Linked DNA regions of Zea mays: all the other regions are linked to region 1. Evidence: chromatin contacts called from public Hi-C data. All regions are on one chromosome and are shown on one strand. Each heading gives the region's core, a stretch centred on a gene start, on an enhancer-like site or on the middle of the called end of the contact. The rest is flanking DNA. Distances are from core to core; before and after follow the strand shown. Region 1 has its middle 31 kb from the start of LOC100273604. Region 2 holds the start of LOC100274072 (pollenless 3). Region 3 holds the start of LOC100277301. Region 4 holds the start of LOC100278642.

Region 1 (3,631 bases), core at 484-2,983:
TTGTAGTAGTTGTGAAATTATTTACATTATTTAAATCTACTATTACAAAAATAATTTATAGACGTGGTCAAATTCAGTTTTTAGGAGCGGTTGTAAAAAAACAGTATTATGGCTTCGCTCATAAGAACAGTTCATTCTAGTGGTAGGTCATAATAAGCCGGCTCTAAAAGAGAATTTTGTGAGAACGGTTATGTTAAACAACCCAATACTGAAAATAAAAATACATCCTTAGAGGCACCGGTATTGTTAACAATAACAAAGGTTTGTATCCTAAAAAAGTTGACGTGGAGGCTAGAGTTAATAGAATATATGGATAACTGTTTTTCATGTACTCGATCCTATTTGAGGCTAAAACTTTAGAAATATGTTATCCTTTCAAGTTTTATTTTATTGCCTCTTGCTATATGAACTTCGGTCTTTTTCTTTCTCTCCTCTTATTACTATTGCGCATTAGGATCCCACTAAGTACTGGTGTCTCTAGAGGTCTTTATTAAACATGTATAGACCATCTCAACTGATGTTAAAAAAACTTTTCTTTAATTAGTGTTATCCCTGACCCATCACGTATATCATCATTACAGACTTGATCACTTTTTATATGGCCACAATTCCAACAAAACATGTGAATATTCGTAGGCTAATAATGAAGAATAAAAATAAAAAATATAGAGAAAATAAAAAAGAACATCATATGGTACAATTTAAACAACTTAAAATATGATGTAGAACATGCCACGCGTTCTTAACACTGCCGATGAAAAAAGTGCATAATACATCATAATAAAATGATAAAAGAAATAGAAATAAAAAAATAAACAAAAAACATCACATGGATATTACTTGAACCACCTAAAATATATCATATAATATCTCACAAGTACTATATAAATACTCGAACATAATCATGGGACATCTCACTTATACTATATAAACACTAAAAACATATCGTAGAACATCATATGTATACTACATAGACATTATATGTATCTAATAAAGTTATAGTAATTAAAATAGAAAAAACTACATAATAGATAAAAACAAACAAGAAAAAATGAAATATGCGAAGGAAAAAGTCAAGTAAAAGTGGAAATAAAATGAATATTCTGAAGGATAAATAAAATAAAATAAGAGTTAAATGTAAATAAGTGGAAAGAAAATAAAATATACTATGAAACACAAACAATAAACGTAATAAAAACCACAATGAATATAATATGGATACTTTTAGGTGAACCTTAAATATACTATAGAACATCTCATGAGTAATACCCAAAGATAATAATGGAACAACTTATTCGTGCTATGTGAACATCACAAATTACATAATAAAACATCACATACATACTAGGTAAAGGTCACAATAAGACATATCTTGAAACATGAGTGTGAACATAAGAAAAAACAAAATTTAAATGAAAAAAATAAAAATAGGAATAAAAGGAAGATAAAGAAGATAAGGATAAATGACAAGAAGAATAAAAAAACCACATATAAAATAAAACACTAAGGGCTAGTTTAGTAACCCTATTTTTTCATGGGATTCTTCTTAAAAAATGAACTAATTTTTCTTAAAAAATGAAAATACTTTTAAAAAATGGTGTTGGCAAACTAGCCTAAAAGAAATAAAAAAACGGAAGAGAAGAAAACGAGAAGCATGCATTGGATGGGTCGTGCCTGCTTTGGCTAGGTCGAAGCGAGCATCCGCACGTACTAGGCCGAGAAAAGACTGCGTGTTTCTATTTGGCCCATGAAGAAGCAGCCCAACCCTAACGGACGCGTAGAACATGTGGTTCGACCGTTCCAGTACGTTTTCCGTCCCACTAGTTGGACCAGAAGATTCAGAGATTCGGGCGTGTCTAATGCGCTGACCAGACAACACACGTTTCGCATCGCCTTTTATAAAGTATCAAGAACATATCTTGGTCCAAGCTAGCCTCGACATGTATGCTGTGTGCAGAGATAGATTGGAGCATTGTAGTCGCCCGTGTAGGAGAAGCTTGCCAGTTTCTTAGAAATCTAGGCGATGGCGGCAGACGGGGCACCTCAAAATGAGAACAGTAGTGGCGCGGCATGCCCCTTTGTTGCCTGAGAATGGGACGCATGGGAAAGCAAGCTGCACCGGCATATATGGCAGTTGAGGCGGCTAATGTCTACTGCACCCGTGTTTTTCGGCTTTTTGCAGCTTCTGTTCACTAAAAGCTGTTGTGGACTGTCAAACGTTTAGCTTTTCAGTCAGCTTCTGTAAAATTTGTTTGGATAAAAACCACTAAATATCAACATAAACATATAATCGGTTGAGTCGTTGTAATAACAGGAATCCGTCACTTTCTAAATTATGAGTCATATGGACAACTTTATCTTACTCTACACGTAATTCTACTGATACTCAGATTCTCCTCACAGCCAGATCCTCAGAAAAGCTAGTTAAAAAAAACTGAACCAAACAGTCCATGTCTGTCCAATCAATCCTAGTGGCTTTGCACAGAAGACCTAACTTTTTATTTTTGTCTGGCTCCCCGTGCTCCGCTGCGCCGTTGCCCAATGCAGACGCGACTTCTATGTATCTGTTGGAGCCTCGCTATATACCTGGCCAGTCCACATGGAACCGCCATGGATGCAAGTCACACCAGGGAACAAAAAGAAACTTCAGTGGAATTGATCTATCTTACCTGTGAATTTGATAGTTATACATTTATTATCATCTTAATCTTCTGCAATCCAGCAATTTGATTACACGTTCAGCGATTCAAATACGCTATTCTTTGATACAGGCATACAGCCGTGGGCTAGCTTGAAGAGATAGTATATCTATCTATCACGTTTAACTAAAATAGTATTTGACTAAAGATTATAGATCGACACTAACTATACATATGTTATGATTGTCTCTTGGTCATACATGAATATATTAATAGATACTTCATCAGCATGATTTTGGATCAAGTGCCGGGTACAGCTGTTGCTAATAATGTTGGAAGTGAAAGAAATTAATAATTGATTCGCTCAATAATTTGATGATACGCGTACGTACGTACGTACAGAGGAGTAGCGGCATCAGGCATCCGCAAATTGATCCATACCAACTGCTAGGGAACGCCCACCTCTACATATGCTTTAATTTATGCCTTCTTAATCTTAATGCTTCCAAAGATCTTTTTATCAGTAGTGATCTGCCTTACATTTTGTCGTGGATATTTGTCACATATTTAGCGTGCGCTGCTGACAAGGAGATTGATTTTATCCGGGCGTAATGGCCAGGTCCTAGTGCACGCCTTTATTTTCCAGCCAGTGCAACAGGTTAAAGATCGTAGTGTAGTGCGTGTGTATGAGCCAACAACCAGCATGCTTCCTTCGTACAGATATGCATATTGTGCTCGATCAACTTTTTGCACATATTTCTTTGATTAAATGCAGCAGTTCAAATAGTACATTATATTGCCGAGTATCATAGATGCATACTGTGCTCGATCAACTTTTTGCCAGAACAATTGTGCATTCAACTGAATGCCATGAACGAGGCAGGTAAGTAGTAAGCCCATAACTATAGTGGCTAGCTAGTTTCTTCATATACAATAGCATGCGCAACGGGACACTATAGCTGGTGAAAAAGGGTAGATGTAGAAGAATGTTG
Region 2 (3,631 bases), core at 574-3,073, 200 kb after region 1:
TTCATTGCCATCAGTTTAGATTTTTACCTTCCCCGGCCCCTTGTGTGCCACACTACTTAAATCTATTATAGTTTCTATTATGATTAGCACAATTTTCATGTGCACAGTATCTACTGTTGTAAATAGTAGTATTTCACACATGCATATACATATTGTCATAAACCTGTTATACTTTTTTGAATTTAAATTAAACATGAAAATAACTAAATTTCTAACTGTAGGTTACCCATCATGACAGAACTCCCACCGTTCACAGCATTTTTTGCACCCCATTGACGTCTCCAAACAACACCCCTCTAGACAAGGGAAATTGTAGTTTTGTCTGGTACTTTATTTGTCAGTGCAAGTGTTCTCATCGCTTCTATGCTATTTGGATGCAATTTATTACCCTCCTATGTTATCGTCGGTGACGTAAGACAATTACATATATCAATCCCTTCTATGCCATTGTCGATGATGATATAGAAAATTATGAAATTGCACCCGGCGGATGACATGGAATTATGATAATAAATAAAGTGCTAGACAAACTTACAGTGAAATGCATTGAATCGTCCCTCTAGTCAACTACCCAACAAAATGAAACATCCCACCGATTGAGCACCCCTAGATGAATTCTTCGACCGTGTAGACCTTCATCATCCTAGGCCATACTAAAAGCGCCTCCACTTCCCCGATTTGTATTGAACCAATGACCTGGTCACTGTTTGACCATCCAATGTTGCGACTCAAGTGTCGATTGGCTACAAATAAAATGTTGCAAACGATTTGGCCAAAGAATGAATTTTGGCAATAATATAACACAAGTTCAAACTTCAACTATTATGGTTTTTTCTATTGCAACGTACGAAAACGGCTTTAGTATTTTAAAAATACGAAGTTGAGTTGAAAAAACTTTTTTTGGAACTTAGAAGCCTCATGTAGATTTAACATATATGGAGAGGACATATTAGATGAAAACCAAATAAGTATTGGATATATGAAAGGTTTGCTAGAACTAGAAATCATAGCTAGAAGTTGCAAGGCCGGAAAATAGAATTTACAGGCATGGTTGTATTACGGTTTTGCACATGTATTCAACTTCAAGCTCGGCCATGTATATTATATGAAGAAAACATAGCCAGGACTTGGTACGGTTTCTATATATTATATGAATTGCCTTTAATAAGATATATTGGTTATGTGAGTCTGAATATGGAGCCAGTAACCATTTTGCATTAAGTAGAAATTGTGACGTATGACGAGACCGTTGAAACTGATATTTTATATATGGTAGATAATAGAGACTTATTCAATTTTGAGTTATAAGATATTTTAAATTTTTAAGATACATAGTTTTTGTCATGCACTTAAATATACACTATATTTAAATATATAGTAAAATAATATATCTAGAAAAGCTAAAATATTTTTAAAATTTTAGAATGGATAGAGTAGAAAAGTATGTATAGAAAGAAATACAAAAGGACAACTCAAACATCATGATTAAAGTTAAGGGTAGGTTTGAAATTTTGTATTGCAAACAAATACTAGTAGTATCCTTATAAAAGAAATACGCAAAAGAATTATGGAAGAAAACTAACACCTTTGATCATAACTAAATGACCAATAATAGCTAATCAGAAGTCAACTTTGATGCCTAAACTATGGTTAACCATAGCCGGAGGTATTAAATTGTAAACAGATCAATTCCACATTTGGACGTGTTCAGTGCTGGTGTAAGCGGAATAATTAACCATCTCGTTCTGAGCATCACCAGTTCAGGTCAGTTCTCCCCTGCCATCAACCTCTAGGCGCCGCAAGCACGTCGTTGCACCCGGCCTCGGATCATCACACGTCACCCCACCTGCCTCAGCGGCTCAGCTGGATGGGCGCCATGTCCCCATCCAACCCCGTCTCCGGAATCTGGACGCCCTCCCGTCCAGGTTCACTCCGGCCCCCTCATCTTCCTCCCGTCCCCCTCTTCGTTGCCCCCAGATCCCGCAAACCGCGAAAAGAAACCGCATATCAGCGGGCGCTGCTCGTTCTCATCGCCCCCCCTCGTCTCTCGCGGAGCCGACCCCGTCCCCATTCGGACCTCAGCTAGCCACCACCACCATGGCTTCTTCGAAGAGGAGATTTGGTGCTGCCGGCGGCGCGGACAAGAAGGATCTATTCCATGTCGTCCACAAGGTGCCCGCCGGCGACAGCCCGTACGTCGTAGCCAAGCACCTCCAGGTTACAGTCCTTCCTGCTCTTCTCGCCAATTGTCCCTGCTTCCTTTTTCTTTGACTCCTCTAGATCGTAATAGCAATATACTGTATATATCGGCATAGCAGCAGCCCTGGCGTTACTGTTAGCTCATCTATATACTCCTAAACCCATTTATGTTTTGCATCAAAGCAAGTGCGTTAAGGTGCTTCCTTGAGTGCTCAGTGCTCTACACGGCGATCCATCTAACCACCTTTGCACCAGACGCTGTTGTAGGCATGAACAACCTCATGAGTTAGTACGCCCTTTTTCTTGGCAAATCATACAAGTAAAATGTCTTCATGATCATGATATTCAAATATTTTAGCGTCTTTGTTTCGTTCGTCAGTAGAAACCTGACATCGTGTATTTGGAACTTTACGGCTGGATTGCCTTTTACTTTATAGTATGTGGATATTGACTGTGATAGTTCTTTATATCCGGTTCTATGCTTTTAGATACGCTGTTTATTGACCCACTCTATTGTACTACTTCCATATTGGGCGTCCACGAGTACATGGTTGTCTGAAACGGGTAGGAGTATAAGTTATTTACTGGGTCGAGATCCATTAAATGTTGTGATTCATGACTAATTATTAAAATTAAGTACTTAAACACTTAACTGTGACAGCTTCATTTATGCTTACTATACAAGATTTTATTCGATTCCAGGTAACGGTCTTCATCTAGAGGTTGTAATAAGCTTTAAATTTTACACTACAAATTTTAAGGATTAGATCAGATTAGGATCAGACTCTATTTCTATTCATTTTTTTAACTAAAATTAGGGCTCAAACAAATTGTGAAGAAACATTTGAATCATGACCCCTATCTTCATCGCTGCTTTTTTAGAGTTTTCTTAAGCCTAATTTGTATAGTATTTTTTTCATTGCATGAGAACCAGCTCGTGGAGAAGCAACCGGATGTGGCGATCGTGTGGTTCTGGAAGGCAATCAACTCAGGGGACAGGGTGGACAGCGCCCTGAAGGACATGGCCATGGTGATGAAGCAGCAGGACCGTTCCGAGGAGGCAATCGAGGCCATCAGGTCCTTCAGGCACCTCTGCTCCAAGCAGGCTCAGGAATCCCTCGACAACCTCCTCATTGACCTCTACAAGGTACACACATTTTGCCTCTGCGAACCTTTGCACGTTCGAGCGCTCAAGAGACCCTACGTTCTAATAATAATATGATGTGGCCACACCTTCCAGAAATGCGGGAAAGTTGAGGAGCAGATCGAGCTCCTGAAACAGAAGCTCAAGTCGATATACCTTGGCGAGGCCTTCAACGGGAAGGCGACGAAGAAAGCGCGGTCCCATGGCAAGAAGTTTCAGGTCTCGATCCAACAAGAGACGTCTCGTATTCTGGTACCATTTGGTTACTCATACTGATAAATTTCAGCT
Region 3 (3,631 bases), core at 557-3,056, 170 kb after region 1:
GTCCCGTCATCCGGGACGGGAATCGACGCTTGACGGTCTGTGTTCATCTCTTTTCGATCTTTCTCCTCGATCGAACACTTGGAGAGAAAAAAAAACAAAAAAACGGGAGTATAGTAGCCTGCCTGCAGTGCAGCTGCAACAAAAGAAGTAAAAAAGCGGGGGGAGGAAGCACGTACTGACTGACGTACGGCACACGCGCAACACACAAGGCCGTGCGCACCGATGCTTGCTTTAATTTAGCATCTACCGCCGCCTCTTTCGCTTTCGCCAGTATATATGCCATGCGAGCGACCACACGCATGATTGGAACCACAAATAAAAAAAAAGCATGGTTTACTGTTGCACAGAGCGCGCAATGAATCACCATATCATGGCACTCACTTGTCACTTGAGTAGGAGTACATCATGCTAAGCTGGAAACGACGGCTATGCAAGCAAGTCTTACATAGAAACACGTGCAAGCGAGCTTTCTTAATCTTTAGAACAAGATCTAACCGAAAGTGTAATTGTAGTTTTTGTTAGAGATTTTTTTATAAAAGGTATACAAGCTGGTGGTGAAGGAATTAATTAGATTATAATTTAAATATTCAGAAGACTCGCTTACACGTCTCACTTATACTTCATATGTTTCTTCTTAGTTGTCGCTAGATAGTTCAATTTTCCACTATCCAGCGACAACTAAAAATAAACAGAAAGGGTACGGCAGTCGTTTCCGCTAGATCGAGCTAGCTAGAACAAACAAGCTGAAGCCCGGACAGGGCAGGCTCGGTTTTCTCGATTTTTTACACGCACGCACGCCACACGACATGTGGTTACAGAGAGGGAGATCGAAATTGAATTGATAGACACTGATTGGAATCAAAATCTCACAAGAATATGCGGGAAGAACAGAATGTCGGTCAACCTCCACTCCACCTCGGTGAAACTTGAAAGAAGAAAAACAGAAGAAGAAAAACTAATCCTTGCAAGGGTAGGTTGCAGGTTTATACATACCCCCAGAATGATCACCAAAAATCCACCCCCATCGAAGGAGTCCGCTGCGTAATTAATTAAACCTCTCCGAGCATGGCTAGGGGCTAGCTGCCGAACACGAACTGTATGTCGATCAGATCAGCTGCTGCTGCTGCTTCAGGTGCAGGACGATGAGCACCGGCAGTGGTAGCTTCTGTTGCCGCCGCCGCCGCCGCCCCCGGCCGGCCTCCGGCTAGCTAGTCTCTCCGGCGCGGCGCGGTCGTCGTCTTCCCGGCACGCCTGCAGGCAGCACAGCACGTTCCCAAATCCCAACGAAGGTGAGCATCTGCACTGCAGGTGTTCGAGCCGCAGGACAGGGAGGACACGCCTGCATGCAGTGCAGTGCAGTGCAGTGCAGTGCAGGCAGCGCACTAACTAGCTCCCAACGTACCTGTTGTGAATCGGGTCGGGCCCCTTGGGGATCCTCCTCTCGCTGCTCCGGAACGCGTCTGCGGCCGTCCCGCCTGAACGCCACGCCGGCGAGCCGCCCGTCTTCGTGGCGGACGACGCAGCGCTGTTCGACGACGGCCCTGCTAAGCTCGCTCCGCCGTCCGTCGTCGCCACCATGGCGGCCATCACGAGGCAAGCGCAGACCAGGAAGAGGAAGGCTAGCAGTCGTACCAGCCTGCGGCCGCAGCACTCCACAGCCCCCGGCGCCCCGTCCGGCCTTGCTCCCATATAAGGGAGAGAGAGAGAGAGAGCTTTGCTGCTTCTCCCTGCACTAGCTAGGCACTTCAGTGCACCGCCTCGAATCCGAATCCAAATGCCCTCGCTCGCACGATGAAGCAGAGGCACTAACAGCCAGGGCTGAGCTCTCCGAGCTATATGGTGAAGCCGGTGGCGCAGAGAAGGGAAAAAGAAAGCAGAGGGGAGCAGACTCAGAGCAGCATGATGACGAAGGAAGGATGCCAACGCATGCAGCTGGCGATCAATGATCCCGGGGGCGGGGATCGGAGGAAGACATGCACAACAGCGCGTGGCGTGGGGTATCTGCGACATGACATGGATCGGATCCGGCCTGCTCGTTGGTTTTGTAAACATTCTTATCTCCTTCTTGTACCTCGCTTCTCTTCTTTCGTTGCTCGCCGCTTTGCCCGCTTCGCTTTCCTTGCTCTTGGCGCTTCTTTAGTCTATCTTTCTTTCTCTCTCTCTCTCTCCATCCACCTCTGCTGCTTCCTGATAGCTTTGCTCTTTTCCTCTTTGTCTTTGCGAGTTCAAAGCAAATCTGCCGCGCTTTTGTAGGACCACGCATGGGCTGGGTCAGGTGAGAGCTGCCTTCGCGACGTGCGTGAGTGACCAGCTCCAGCTGCTTCGGCGTTCCGTCCGAGCTGCTCTGCTCAGTCCTCGCTCCCTTTGGAAGCTGGCGGTGGCGGGGGCCCCTGGACTGGACATGCCTCCTTCGCTTCGCTTGTTTATTTGTCGTTCGAGACTAGAGAGAAGATGGCCGTGCGGACTCTCCCTCCTCTCATGCGGGCCTATCCTGCGTGTGCGGTGTGCCCACATGGCGAGCTACCCCGGCGCCGGGCGGCGCCTATAGATTCTTGTCGAGTTTCGTGCAGTGATTCAAATCAGAGTGCGAGATCGTTGCCACACTCCATTTCCATCATCCTGCGGTTACCAAAAAAAAAAGCAAAATGTCATGATATGAGGGAATTGGTGTTTTGTTTGGACGGGCCGTTCGATGTATGATCCAATGGCACAAATTATTTGTGCTCCATTTATACATCTTCCGCATGTTCTTCTTTATTCATCTTCTTTCACTATATATATTAGCATATAACCCATGCTAATGCAACGATATCAGCGAGGAGGGTTAACAACGACGAAGGCAACGCGAGGGGAGAGGTTGATGACGGCGTTACTGAGGGGAGGAGGTGACAAGGACAAGAGGAGGCTAGCGACGACGTGGCACAGGGGGAGAGGGATTAAGGATGATCCAAATAATATTGTTTATTGGGTTTGAGTGAATAAGAGAGAGTGTTTTATCTAGCGATCTGAACTGTTGGTTTTGATGGTGTGTTAAGTCTGGTTGCATTTTGTTTTGTGGATTTAGTGTGGAGGTTATGGGTGTGATGGTGACTTTGCTGGGTGGGTTTTCAGATTTTAAAGTGGTAGATTATATAGTGGCATAGATATATGGTCGAGTACACCCACTAGCAACTACCACCACTAGTGGTGACCTGATGGGCGTTCAGTCCGGTCTATTCTGTCTTCATAAAATACAAATATGGACACACTATATAACTATCCCACTAGTTATTAGTGATATGAAAGAACCGCAGCTAGGAACGGCTCGCCACAGAATAACGTACGGCGACAGGAGATGGCTCGAAAAAAGAAAAAAAGGCTGTCGTCTTCCTCCTCCTGTAGCATCGTGGACCAGAGGCTTTCTGGGTCGCTTTCTCCGCGCGCTCTCAATGTCCCGCTCGGGTTGCTCACGGTGGGAAAGCACGCGACGCTTGCCGCGACCCAGAACTCCTCGCTGCCTTCCCTTCGAGATGAGGTGAAGTCTTCTTGTTCCGTCTTAGGGTTTCCGTCGGACTTTATTGGCTCGCACTCTTTTCCGCACCTTGCTTCCTCGCTCTCGCGTCTTTGGTCGCTGCCGTCGTCGTTTCGTGCT
Region 4 (3,631 bases), core at 444-2,943, 160 kb before region 1:
TTATTGCATGTGCAGTTTTAGATCCGAAAATTATGGCAGGTCCAAAAATTATGGTAGATCCAAAAATTGTTGTGCATTCGATAAATTTGCATGCGGAACGTTATGTGGACACAACCCAGATTTGAGCGTAAAAATCTTTAATTTGTAGCGTAAATTATGTCAAATAAGAGTAAATGTTGTTACAATGCTCAACGAGATGATTTTTTCATGACAGTTATGAACACCATAAATCACGAGATTCCCTTTTGTTATGCATGCAGAAAATATGCATATAGGACGCTAGTGACGCATTCTCAGTTCGAGCGTTAAATTCTGCAGTTTTGATTGTAAAAATCCTCAATTTGACCGTAAATACCAACCCAACATGAGAGACATTGATAACTATGACGTGTTGTATTCATGTGGTTCACTACCAACCAATAGTCCTCCACGCCCATGCAACCAACATAAATCAAGGGATTGATTAGAGAGTTGATTAATGGATTTAATTAGATGAGTTGATTAGGGGATTTGATTTTTTATGGCAGTTCTAGACACCATAAATCACGTGATTCCTTTTTTGATCTGCATAGGAAAAATATCCATGCGTTTCGCTAGTGAGCGTACTCTAGGTTCGAGCGTAAAATTCTTAAGCATAAAATAGTGTTTGAATACAACGTAAATATTAGTTCACTACCAACCAACAATCTTACACACCCATGTAACCACCATAAATCAAGAGATTGATTAGGGGGGTTTCATTTTTTATGGCAGTTATGGATACCATGAAAAATATATACACGCGTTTCACTGGTGATCGCACTCCAGGTTTAAGCGTAAAATACATACCAAGCCAACGTGAGAGATGTTGATAACTTAGATACGTTGTATTTATGATTGTAAAAATCATCAAGTTTGAACGTAAAATAGTGGAAAATATAACATTAATGTTATTACCGTAAAAAATACCAAGCCTAGTGAGAAACATTATATTCATCATCATAAAATCCTTAAATGACATACGAAAAAAGTGCAGTGGTTGGCATAAAAAATAATCATGGAAGTCATAAACATGAATCAGGTGAGTTCGTCCCGGAGGATGCCCCCAAAGCCGCCGGATTGGAGGAGGCCGTCGCGGGAGCGCACCGAACTGGTGAATGACACGCGTCCTGCCGTGCGGACGGTGAATCCTGGGCGCGGCTGTGTCCGGTAGTGTGGGCTACTGGATGCGGGCTGTTAGCACCTGTGCGCGGCTATCTACAGAGAGAACCAGCTAATCGCAAGGCCAAAGTACTAAAGACAGATCAAACACCACCACGGGAAGTACAAATGGGGACCCAACCCGTCAGCAACAGCTAGCCGGCCGGCCAGCCAGGCTACTCTCCTTCCGCAACAGCACTCGTATTTTAATTTTTAATCCAGGCAATGCAAGGCAATCAGTTAAGGGCCAGTGAACGATGATGCATCACGCAACACCAGCGAAGCAGCCAACCAAACCGGCCATGAATTGTCAAGAAAAGGCGGGCGGCCACGAGCTAATCGTCACTGCAGAAATGCCAGATGGTTTCCAGCCAGTCTCCTTGTTGCTCGCCTCCCCTACCTAACCTCTACTGCCTCGCTGCCTTTGCTTTTGCGCATATGCGACGAGCAGACGGAGGCCCTCGCCGTGACGCTGCCTGTATATAACACCACCCCAAGCGATCTCGTCCCCTCCATCCGCGAACACGAGCTTCACACACACACTCACGGCTTCCACAGCTTGCTCTCGCTGCACTCGCAAGCAATACATCTCGTCGTTCCACTAAGACCGAGGAGCAAATGGCGGCCACCCTGAAGCTCAGGATCCTCATCGTGGCGGCCGCCGTCGCCGCGTCCCTGGTCGGCACGGCCTCAGCGGCCGAGGGACCGGCGCCCGCTCCGACGTCCGCCGCCGCGTCCATGGCCGCGCCGGCCGTTGCCGCTGCGTCCTTCACCGCGCTTGTCTTCGGCTACCTCTTCTGAACGCCGTGAACATTCAGGCGTAGACACCGTGTTTGACCGTCGGAAATTCTGTGTGTTGTGCCCAGCCGAATTGTTTGCCTGCTCAGATTCTTCTTCTTCTCTCTCTCTCGCTCTCATGTTTTGGTGTGTATAGGTTTGTAATTACGTGTTCATTTTTTTATTGTGTGACCATGGATCTCGTAATTAGTACATGATATATGTATAAACTATAGAGAACTGCAGTTTGGTTCTTCATTTTACACTGTTTGAGAGATGCTAATAATTGGATTAAGACTACTCTTGGATCAATTCGACTCTTAGATTTTTCACTAATCTCCTTTAATTTTTCTTTTGACGAAGCCGTCTCATAACAACGTTAATTACATCATTTGCTAGAACTGAAGTCATGAAAGTAGAGGGTGAATCAATCCATATAAGAACTTGTTTGGACGTGCATGCATGATGCATCTATTTCAATCCATGTGTATTAAAACAGTATGATGTGAATTTTAAACCAAGGTTCACCACGTACCTTCACCATTCGATCCTGCAAGCACCCAAGACACCACGTGCAGATATCAATAATCGAGTGATTCCCATTGCATATTGCTGTACAAGGTAACATGATAAAATAAATTGCCTACCTATTATTGAAATACAGAAAGCTAGTGGTTAAGTTCTCATATATTATTCATGCCATTAATTCACATATACACACAGTGGCGGAGCCAGGATTTCTCTAAGTGTAGAGCCCAATATAACACTAACAAACATTGATATCAACTAGAAAATTTTAAATCATGCAAATGTATAGATAAAGACACATATGACTATACGAATTCTCTCATTCCTTCAGAACATATTTGAGACCCTAGCAATTTTTTGGTCCAAGAGTAGGGCCCGAGCCCTAGTGGCCCTATGTGTGTCTCCGCCACTATATACACATGATTGGCCCAATATATTGGCTTCTTATCATCATGTCCATTGTAGCTCGCCACTTCTGTTTGCTACCTACGAAGGAGGGTCACAACTGATAAGAGGAATCTGACAGTCTAGCAATGGCTGGCACGAGATGAGATCTGTTGGGAGTGCAAGGTATCACAAACATTAAGGTAGTGTTTTCCAGCGTATCGTGGGACAGAGGTGCTCCGTTTCTAATTTGTTGTTATTTGGATTGGTTCCATATAAAATGGAATGACTTTAAAAAGGAATAATATGCTCAGATGTTGAACTATCTGACTCCCTAAAATCTTTCAAGCGAAGCCACTCCCTAAGATGGAGCCGCTCTATCCCAACTAGCTCTCGAACCAAACACTCCCTAAGTTTATTTAGTGAGGTTTATAACAAGTTTAATTATATAGCTCATGACGTGCCTTATGATGCTGCCTAACCAACTAAAAGCATGTTTATATAATAACCCTCCTATAATACTATAATATAAGCTATACATTTAATACTTGGTCCATCTCTTTCTGTCACAAGTTTTTTTTATAAAGGAAGCTTTAATAATCTTAGACAATTACATCAAGATGATACAAGAGTACTAAGATTACTCCCGACCTATACGCACTAAGGTGTACACAACAACAAAAAAACGAAAAAACAAGAGAAACAAACTCATCGCTTTGAGCGAGCTATCACCACAGCATAGACTTCAAAACAACCACTAATC

What was found. A called contact is a pair of places that touch in the nucleus more often than the background predicts.
Region 2: a Hi-C map of endosperm shows a contact between it and region 1, with 3 times the contacts expected there. The contact joins the promoter of LOC100274072 here to the enhancer-like site in region 1. A contact is called at or near these places in 2 of 25 Hi-C or Micro-C datasets (ear and endosperm).
Region 3: a contact with region 1 is called in a Hi-C map of leaf, with 4 times the contacts expected there. The contact joins the promoter of LOC100277301 here to the enhancer-like site in region 1. A contact is called at or near these places in 3 of 25 Hi-C or Micro-C datasets (ear, leaf and tassel).
Region 4: a Hi-C map of endosperm shows a contact between it and region 1, with 2.1 times the contacts expected there. The contact joins the promoter of LOC100278642 here to the enhancer-like site in region 1. A contact is called at or near these places in 2 of 25 Hi-C or Micro-C datasets (ear and endosperm).

What each region holds. Positions count from the first base shown.
Region 1 is chr6:168,657,513-168,661,143 of Zm-B73-REFERENCE-NAM-5.0, forward strand. No RefSeq gene overlaps it. Among protein-coding and RNA genes, the nearest start is that of LOC100273604, 31 kb to the left of the region's middle. Within about 2 kb of position 1,734, at least 17 of the 20 cell types and tissues checked have an H3K27ac peak or open chromatin away from gene starts, as enhancers often do. A contact at or near this core is called in ear, endosperm, leaf and 1 more, where this site is marked.
Region 2 is chr6:168,859,696-168,863,326 of Zm-B73-REFERENCE-NAM-5.0, forward strand. LOC100274072 (pollenless 3) reads left to right here and starts at 1,824. Exons shown (of 4, transcript NM_001148451.1): 1 at 1,824-2,217; 2 at 3,134-3,346; 3 at 3,440-3,595. The coding sequence starts at 2,098.
Region 3 is chr6:168,828,690-168,832,320 of Zm-B73-REFERENCE-NAM-5.0, forward strand. It overlaps LOC100277301, which reads right to left and starts at 1,807. Exons shown (of 2, transcript NM_001150906.2): 1 at 1,403-1,807; 2 at 832-1,251. The coding sequence starts at 1,689. The coding sequence ends at 1,209.
Region 4 is chr6:168,493,369-168,496,999 of Zm-B73-REFERENCE-NAM-5.0, forward strand. LOC100278642 reads left to right here and starts at 1,694. Exons shown (of 1, transcript NM_001364470.1): 1 at 1,694-2,254. The coding sequence starts at 1,798. The coding sequence ends at 1,980.